Linked DNA regions of Mus musculus: regions 1 and 2 are each linked to region 3. Evidence: chromatin contacts called from public promoter capture Hi-C data. All regions are on one chromosome and are shown on one strand. The core of a region is the stretch at or near the end of the contact, and the rest is flanking DNA. Distances in the headings are between cores, read along the strand shown.

Region 1 (2,857 bases), core at 86-2,585, 380 kb before region 3:
TCAGTCAGTGCTCTTAACCGCTGAGCCATCTCTCCAACCACCCTCCCCAACCAGTTATTAAAACTCCTTCTTAAACATTTCAGGGAAGAATAAAAAAGGACACAAGTAAGTTTCTTTCTTTCTTTCTTTCTTTCTTTCTTTCTTTCTTTCTTTTTTTTTTTTTTTTTTTTTTTTTTTTTTTTTTTTTTTTTGGTTTTTCGAGACAGGGTTTCTCTGTATAGCCCTGGCTGTCCTGGAACTCACTGTGTAGACCAGGCTGGCCTCCAACTCAGAAATCTGTCTGCCTTTGCCTCCCAAGTGCTGGGATAAAAGGCATGCGCCACCACTGCCCGGCAGGACACAAGTTTCTTATTAAAAAAAAAAAAAAAAAAAAAAGACTTTCCTTCTCAGCTGAGATTTAGCTTCCTTGTGAACCACTGTCCGTCACGAGTCCAGACTCTTCTTTCTAAAAAGGTTTGTTCTTTGGTCTTTGGCATGACCAGTACAGCACTAGATATTTACGAGGAGATAGGAGGTCCCAATGGTGCCAATCTATCTTTATTCATTCATTCATTATTTCTATGTTCCCAGTTAGATTCTCTGAGTTCTTTACAAGTGAATTCTAGAGAGCTGGGCTTTTAATTTTGTTCTATAATTTTAAATCATATCTGTGCACCTTGACCTGTGCACTACACTGTATGGATTCCAATGTTCACACTAAGACTTTTTTTCCAGCTGTGGCAAACTGGTTATTTTATTTAACTACAGGACGAGATTGTCTATTGTAGTGGTGTATTTATAACTAAAGCCTTCTTCATCCCAGGCAAGCAGGGACTTTACCCCTAAGATGCTCAGTAACCCTTTTTTGTAGTTTGTACCTTTTGCCCAGGTTATCCTTGGATTTGGCATCCTTCTGTCTTAAGCTCCTGAGCATCTGCGAAGACACGGAGTGACAAATAGGCTGATTGTAAAATCATCTTAACAGAAAGTGGTCATTTCCATACAATTTTTTGCTGATTTATTTTAAAGTTAAATTGAGTCAACGTGAATTTTACATATGGAATAAACCTCATAATAAGTAGACTTTGAGTTTTAAATCAGTACAGATTGACCAGAAATAATCAGCAAACATTAGAGTCAAAGGCTCGACTCACATTCAAACATCTCCGGTAGTGAACCCGGGATTTTAAAAGCAGCCCGACTCCCTATGGCTGTCCCAGTGCAAAAAATGCTCGCGTTCCCATCCATCCTCACCTGCAGAGGTGAAGAAACACAGGAAACACACACGTCACCAGCCTGTTTTCCTGGCGCCTCGTCGCACAGACTTGTGGGAAGTGTAGTCTTCCGTTGGATCGCTTCACAAGGAGCCATTGTGGAAACGGCACTTCCGCATTGCGACTGCACTAGTGCATTTTCTCTCAAAGTTGGGCGATTCTCTGGTCCTGCTCCGCGCTCGGCTTGCATCGCTGACATGGAGGTTGGTCCAGGGTGTCGCGTACCGCTGCAGGTCGGAGGGACCGAGGGCGGGTCCGGCCCGGAGGCGGCGGAGGAGGGGTGGCCCGGAGGCGGGAAGAACAGACTTGGTGGAGCCCTGCTGACCTAGGCTGGGCCACAGCGTCTGGAAGCCTGCTGGGGCCGGGGAGAGGGCATGCGGTTGGTGCTGGAAGTGAACGCTCTTGTGAGCTCAGAGTAGCTGCCTGGGTCTCTTATAGAGGCTGTATTGGTAAGAAAGGAATTGGGAATATGAAAATCCAGGATTGCTCGGACAGGCGGGTCTGCTCGTAACCTGTACCTGGAAGTGGTGGTGGTGGACTCATACATCTCAGATTGGCTATGGACCCACGCCTTCCCCGCGCTTGTCAGTTTTCTCAGGACACCTAGACCAAGTGGAGATCTGGCCCCTCCTGTACTTTATAGCCGGCCTAATACTTTTAGTTTGTATTGATAGAAGTTCATAGAGTTACTAGTTTCCAAGGACGGAGAGTTTTGCGAGAGAGATTGATGCATGGGATGTTAATCCCATTTTCATTGGAACAGAGATTTATGGACTGCCGTTTTAAATAGGAATACTTAATGATCACTGCTGTGACCTGAATCCTCAGACTAACACCCCCATGCAGAGCTAGAATGATCCCCTAAAGGAAAAGATTCTAGCTTTGCAAAACAAGAAATTACTGATCCTGCACTGTACTGGAGAAGAATAACTCATCCAATTCCATTGGGAATTATGATGCCATTAGTTTGTGGGAGATGAGTTGGCTAGAGGCTACAAGGGTGTCTAGGGATTGACTGTAAGGGGACAGAGGTGCTTGAGTTTCTCTGGGAAAGAGAAATAGTCCTGCCTACCTGACCGGATGCTTACAGTGCTCTCTGATCGATCCCATGGTTTTCTCCCGTCGTTGTCCACTGCATACTGTGTCTAAAACTGTCACTAGTTGTGGGATCTGTGTTCCACGAGTGCCCTTAAACAGTTCGTCCGGAACCGTTTCTCCCAAGTTTTTATACTGGGTCAAAAGAGTAAGAGATGACTTTAAGAGCTATGGTTCACTCGGGATCCTGTAGTTTTTTCACAGTGGGCTGCTCACATAGTCTTTTGTTTGTACAAGTGAAAATATGAGGGAAGGAATTACTCATTTTAGAAACTCACATATAGTGACGTTGTTGTATTACACATGTCGTCCTTACAAAGACTCTGATAGGAAAGTTTGCAGGATGGCGATGATGATGCTCACCATCCCCTGGTGATCTGTGTGACATCTGTTGGTTAACATGGAGAGAAGATACGGAAGGTATTTGTATAGATTTGGATGGGAGGAATAAAAAATGTGAAGCACGGATTTTTGTCATTTTTCTCCTTTTGGTTTATAAAGATTTCTGT
Region 2 (3,040 bases), core at 472-2,971, 460 kb before region 3:
AAAATGTAAGCCAGTTCCAATTAAATGTTTTCTTTCATAAGGGCTTATCCCTAACTAGCTTACAAGTAAAAGAGGTTCAGACTCGAGGTTATTTCATCTGGCTTTGACAAGTACTGGGGTTCAACCCCTAATTTACTCTTCCTCTAACTGCTTTCTTGGCTACCTTCCCAGTGGTGTACTTCAGATACTTAATGTTTCTCCCAGCCATGTACACCCCCCCCCCATGGCAGCTCATCCTCTTCACCCATTCTTCCTCCTTTTCCTGGCCTCTTTTCCTTCTCTCTCTTCTCCACCCCATACCACCTAACTCAAAAGCCACCTACTTCTAGTCCTTCCAGTAATAGGCTGTACCAAATTTGATTTAACTAATAGTTTTCAATCAAGGAACAAGGTTTGCACAACAGAACCTTTTAAATGTGAGAGGTCCATGGTAAGCTTAGACCTTCAGATATAAAATTTAGTATTACAATACATAGCAACATACCAAACCTCAACACATACACATATTGGAAAACTAACTATGCTCAGAAATGTTAAGTCCTTCTGGTTGTTGGCAATGCCCTTCACTACAGCCATCAGGGGGATGACAGACCACTCATGACCTCATTCTAAACAGACATGCCAATCAAATGTCCAGGTGAATGTACTGCTTGTTGACTCTAGTTTTTCTAAGTTAAGGAATCTGTTCTGATCCCTAGGCAAACACACTCCCTAGAGAAGAAAAATTGGAATGGGATTTTGCACAGTCTCTGCTCTGAAACAGCTTGGCTTTGAATTATTGTGCCTCAGGGAAGTATGAAGACTTTTCTGTAATGCCATTTGTAGCTTTAACTCAAGCATGAACTACACAGGAATAAACCTTCCCACGAAAAGATGGGAATTCTCCATACTCCAAGTTTCCAGTCTAACTTCTTTAATACATCGACCTCATTTTACAGTGATATGAACATATTTCTGATACCTTTGAATTCCAGGAGGAACTATCTCGGTGTTCTGTTTAGGAGAAGTGAGGGAAGTGCAAGGCAGCTACCAGTAATGTTCAAGTATTATCAAATGTGAATGATGACAGGATCAGTGGAGACAGGAAAATCAATAAGGAACATCAAACCAAACACAGAGGGAAATTGAAGAGCCAGTACACACACCATTGTGATCCAAGGAGCTCTGCCCCTCCTCTTGGGAGAGATTCAGAGGAGGAAAGCAAGTGCTCAGAAAACACTTCGTGGTGACTCAGTTTGATTTCTAATTCTGTCTTCAGCACCTGGGATGGTTTTGATAGCATATTAAAGAGATAATGCCCACTCCTACATTAACTTCCTGCTTTCATATTTTAAATAAACAATGAAAGCATGAATTTTCCATTCGGTAGTAATATTCCATAAGTAAATCTGTGCTTTAAAAAACCAAGGGGAAAAAAAAAAAAGAAAGAAAGATCGAAGCTTTAATCTCACAATGTTTTAGCAGAGATAACAAGGAAATGTGATAAACATTACTGTGAAACTCAGCTCACAGGCTAACATCGCTTGCTGTAACCAAAGACTTTTTTAAAAGCCCACTTTCCCTGTGGCTGCCCATGTGCTGCAGCTTAGTTCTTTCCAACTTCAGCTGCCCACAGCTGGACCGCAAGGCAGGCAATGCACAAGACATCTTAGGTGGGGTCCCTGTAAGTCCTTCCAACTGACTTGTGGGAAGTGTAGTCCTGGTTCCTGTTTCGTCATTAGAAAGGGCCATCGGACTCGAACTTCCTTATTCTTCCTTCAAACTTCACTCCTCAAATGTATGCAGTTGTCCTGCTCAGCGCTGCATCTGGATTTCTGAGATGGAGTTCGGTGCAGGGACCAGCGCCTTCTTTCAGGTCTGAGGGGCTGTGCAGGGTGGCAGGTAGGGCACGGAGGGAGCTGGCTCGGGCTTGTTGAGAGGCAGGAAGCTGCTGACCTGGAGATGCTGTGCTGACCTAAGCTGGGCCGCTGCGCCTGGGCACGGGTTTGAAGGGGAGAAGGTTGAAAACAACAGGATGGCAAGGGCAGGCTGGGTCTGCTGACTGCCTGTTCCCGAGATGCTGACGGGAGCGCACTCATCATTACCTAGCTGACCCGTTCTCACGTGACTGTAGTCAGATTCTCAGGGCATACAGAGCACTTGGACTTGTAGCGCCCTCTGTATGTTATGTCCTGGAGACTACTCCTGGTTTGAGCTCAAACAGCTTCCTAAAGTTCCTAGTGTCCAAGGAGCAAGAATCCTGTGAGGGAGGGCAAACTGTTGTGTGGGATGTTAGTTCCTGTTCCTTTGGAATGAATTGTTAGACTCACGGATGCCCTGATTCAAATCACATTTTCTGATAGACACCTTTGTGACCTGAATGCGACAATACATGGCTATAAAACCACAAAATAATCTTGTAGTTGGTATGAACCAGTGTTTGCACAATCCAAATAAATAGGATTTTACACTAAAGATTAAAAATCACTAGACAATAATACCTCAACAGTTCTGAGTATGTGTTGTGTCCAAAATTTTGACTCCTTTTCAGATGTGAGAGACGACTTGGGGTGATGAGAGATCACAGGGTGGCACTGGAAAGTCTGAAAGGGAAGGGGGAAATGCCTCTGCTCATCTGCCAGGCTCTGTGCATTGCTTTCTAATCTGCCAGACTCTGTACATTGTTGTCTCTTCACGTGCTTTTCTTCCTAGAGTTCACGTTATCAGCAGTGTCTGAACTCTTTTAAATTTTCTTTTGTCCCTCAATGTGACATTCAGGTTTAGTGACACACCCTTAATAGTTTTAGAAAGAATTCTCCAATTTTTTCAACTGTATTTGAAAAGCTGTAAGATAGGGAAGGAGAGATGGCTTATTGGTTAAGAGCATGCCTATTCTTCCAAAGGTCCTGAGTTTAATTCCAGCAACCACTTGTTGGCTCCCAACCGTCTATTATTGGATCTGATGTTCTCTTCTGGTATGTCAGCAAAAGAATGCTCATATAAATAAATAAATAAATATTTTGAAAAGTTGTAATATAAATTTCAAAAGCCGTGGCACTCT
Region 3 (2,890 bases), core at 215-2,714:
AACAATACAGACTTCCCATTCCCTACCAGCCTGTCTATACTACACAGTGCTTAAAATACATACAACACAGATCACGAAGCAGCAACTCCTAGGTTGGGTCAAGAGTCAAAGAGTCTCTGAGTATGGAGTGAGGATTAAAGACAGGAGAGGCAGAAAAGATGCAGAGCCAAGAAATAGACTTGGGAGGATTGCTGGTCAATACCACAGCAGCCTCGAGTTTATTTTTCACCGCCCTTTTATACCTCATATTACCATGGGAAGCAAAGTTACAAGATAACAGAAACAATGGCAGAAATATACACAATGTCCATAAACTTCCTCAACAAGTCCAAGCCCTGATAATGTCATGTTGACCGGAACCATTTGGGGCCAAGCGGACACTCTCTTTTTAAAAAATTCTCGGGGCTGGTGAAATGGCTCAGCTGTTAAGAGCACCGACTGCTCTTCCAAAGGCCCTGAGTTCAAATCCCAGCAACCACATGGTGGCTCACAACCATCTGTAATGAAATCTGATACCCTCTTCTGGAGTGTCTGAAGACAGCTACAGTGTACTTACATATAATAAATAAATAAATATTTTTTTAAAAATTCTCAACTGTAAAGTAGGGATGGAGGTCCTGTCAAGTTTAGTAAACACAGCCCTCAAGGTGAAACATGGTGTGAGCTCCTTTTGATCCCACTCTGCCTTGTAGACATTCCTGCCTGTGTGTCCACTGCATGTGTTTCTTCAACCCTAGTCCAAGATTTTCCGTGCATTCAGACAGATATGTTGGCTATGTCCCAGAATTCCCCAACACGACAGCTGTTGTAACTCGGATTTTTCCTCTCTTAATTCTTTACTGGCAGCGAAAAATGAACACAGTCAGACCTCAAGGCCATTGCTATAAGCTGGCTACAGAGTACACGGGGACCAGAAACCCTTTTACTCTAAAGACACAAAGGACTCTGGCAGCATCCAGGTGAGATGGGGGCAGCCAGGGACGCGCGCTTCCAGCAATGCAGGTCTGTGAGCTCTGGCACTCTCTCAGGAGCAGGTAGTCAGCTCATCACCATTAGTTTGCAATCTAGTCCTCCACTACCAAGCTGCTCCAGTGTACCAGAGAACCAAGGCAGACTCGGGCTGCTCTCGGTGTTCTAAAGGAAACCTTCACTCAGGACACAATCCCAAAAGGCCAGTCCCCTCACTCCAAAACTGCAGCCTCAGTGGCCCCAGCCAGTTCAGCACAGCCAGTCCTGGCAGCTGCTTCCGCCCTCCCACCCAGTCCTCAAGCGCTCCCTCCAAGACAGAGCCCAGCTCCCGGCACTGAACCCCAGGCTATGCTGCTTCCTGAACCAACCTCCTTGACACAGATCCCGCACAGAGCCCCAGGCTACGCTGCTGCCTGGACCAACCTTCTTGTCAGAGACAACTGGAATAGATAGCCGCATACGATTTCCGCCCAACCTTAAGAAAGACGCACGAGTACAGACCTGAACTCAGAAGGGGATTTCCTGGAAGGCTCCCAGTGGTCACAGTGGTGCGGACTACATCTCCCAGAAGTCTGTGCGAAGGAAATCCCAGAACCCAGGGTGGGTGAAGTCTACTGTTTGGAGAGTTTTGTGGATGGGAACACACAGTTGAAGGTGCAAGGAGGAAGCCTTATCTGCAGAAAAGCTGTGGGTAATGAGATTGGTTTTCGACCCCAGAACCACATCGGAGATGTATGGATTTGAGTCAAGCCTTTGACAGAAACTTTTGGCTTACAAGTCATTTCTAGTAGTAATTTTAATATTACTACTTCCTGGCCGGGGGGGGGGGGACGGGACGGGGGGCACGTTGACTTAGTTGTTCGTTAAATAAACAAAGCAATACACTAACCAACGTGGCAAGGAAAACTAACTTTATAAAATGTTTGAAACCAGCCTTGGCGTTCCTGACTATGCTCCTAGCTCCTCAGTGGCTTTTGACAAATGGACTTGGGATACAAAGCTGGCTTGGTGTCTGCCCCAACAAACTTGTATACTGTTGTTTGTGTTTCTACTTTTTGAATATATAGAAACAATTCCTCCAGGGCATTGCTAATATTACACATACAGAAACACATGCTGTTTGAGCAGGCCAAGGAGGTTGACTCTGAAGATAAAATTTGACATCCCCATGCCACACCCAAGCATGTGTGTATCTAACATTCCTCTAAATCTCTTGTCCTGAGTTAATGCCCCGGACTCTCAGACATTGGAAAGAAGATCAACAAGAAGCCCATGGAGGCATTGATTAAAACCAGCTAACAGGCTACCTATGTCCAACAGAGACTACTACTGTTGATCTGTTGGTAGAAAGGTGTCTGTAATAAAAGCAGGTCACACATCCAGTCATTTCCCCTACTTGTTGTATGCAGGTGAGACATAAATGCACAAGGCTTTGAGTTGTACTGTAGAAACAAGAGTGTACAGAGCACAAACATTTTAAAGTGGTATACACCCTCACCACAATAGTTGAGTAGCCTGCAACTAGGATTTCCTTCTGAGAGCCCTCAGAAATCAGTGTACATGGGGCTGCTAACAAAACAGCCAGGGGATCACATGGAGTCAAAGCCTTGTCCATTCCTTAGATCCTGTGAACTAAAGGCAGGTACTAAAAAATCAGCTGCAGTGGAGTCTACTCCACTGTGGAACACAGACCCAAAGTAGCCTCTAAGACTACATAAGCATAGACTTAAGAGTTCAATCAATGTATTTTACTTATCCATCGAAATATATAGGGTGAGCATACCAAGTGATGATAGGCAATGCACGCTTAGAAACATCGGTACAGAAGATCAAAGAACAAAGGAAAAAAATCTTGAATCCACAAAATTGTGAAAACTTATTGATAAGGTATTAAACACACAATCCCAGTGGCATGGTTTAA

Evidence for each region. Capture Hi-C pulls out chosen DNA fragments and counts their contacts.
Region 1: a promoter capture Hi-C map of liver shows a contact between it and region 3. The contact joins the promoter of Zfp748 here to the promoter of Rsl1 in region 3. A contact is called at or near these places in 1 of 39 promoter capture datasets (liver), 3 of 484 Hi-C or Micro-C datasets (CD4 T cells, cerebral cortex and regulatory T cells) and 3 of 9 other capture datasets (adipose tissue, liver and macrophages).
Region 2: a promoter capture Hi-C map of liver shows a contact between it and region 3, with 6 times the contacts expected there. The contact joins the promoter of Zfp729a here to the promoter of Rsl1 in region 3. A contact is called at or near these places in 1 of 484 Hi-C or Micro-C datasets (B cells), 1 of 115 datasets of contacts at active chromatin or transcription factors (large pre-B cells) and 2 of 9 other capture datasets (adipose tissue and liver).

Annotation. Positions count from the first base shown.
Region 1 is chr13:67,551,630-67,554,486 of GRCm38.p6, reverse strand. It overlaps Zfp748 (zinc finger protein 748), which reads left to right and starts at 1,335. Exons shown (of 4, transcript NM_001035231.3): 1 at 1,335-1,456. The coding sequence starts at 1,451. It overlaps 9430065F17Rik (RIKEN cDNA 9430065F17 gene), which reads right to left and starts at 1,285. Exons shown (of 5, transcript NR_131100.1): 1 at 1,234-1,285; 2 at 858-913.
Region 2 is chr13:67,636,462-67,639,501 of GRCm38.p6, reverse strand. Zfp729a (zinc finger protein 729a) reads left to right here and starts at 1,721. Exons shown (of 4, transcript NM_183146.4): 1 at 1,721-1,855. The coding sequence starts at 1,820.
Region 3 is chr13:67,171,756-67,174,645 of GRCm38.p6, reverse strand. Rsl1 (regulator of sex limited protein 1) reads right to left here and starts at 1,464. Exons shown (of 4, transcript NM_001013769.1): 1 at 1,393-1,464. The coding sequence starts at 1,428.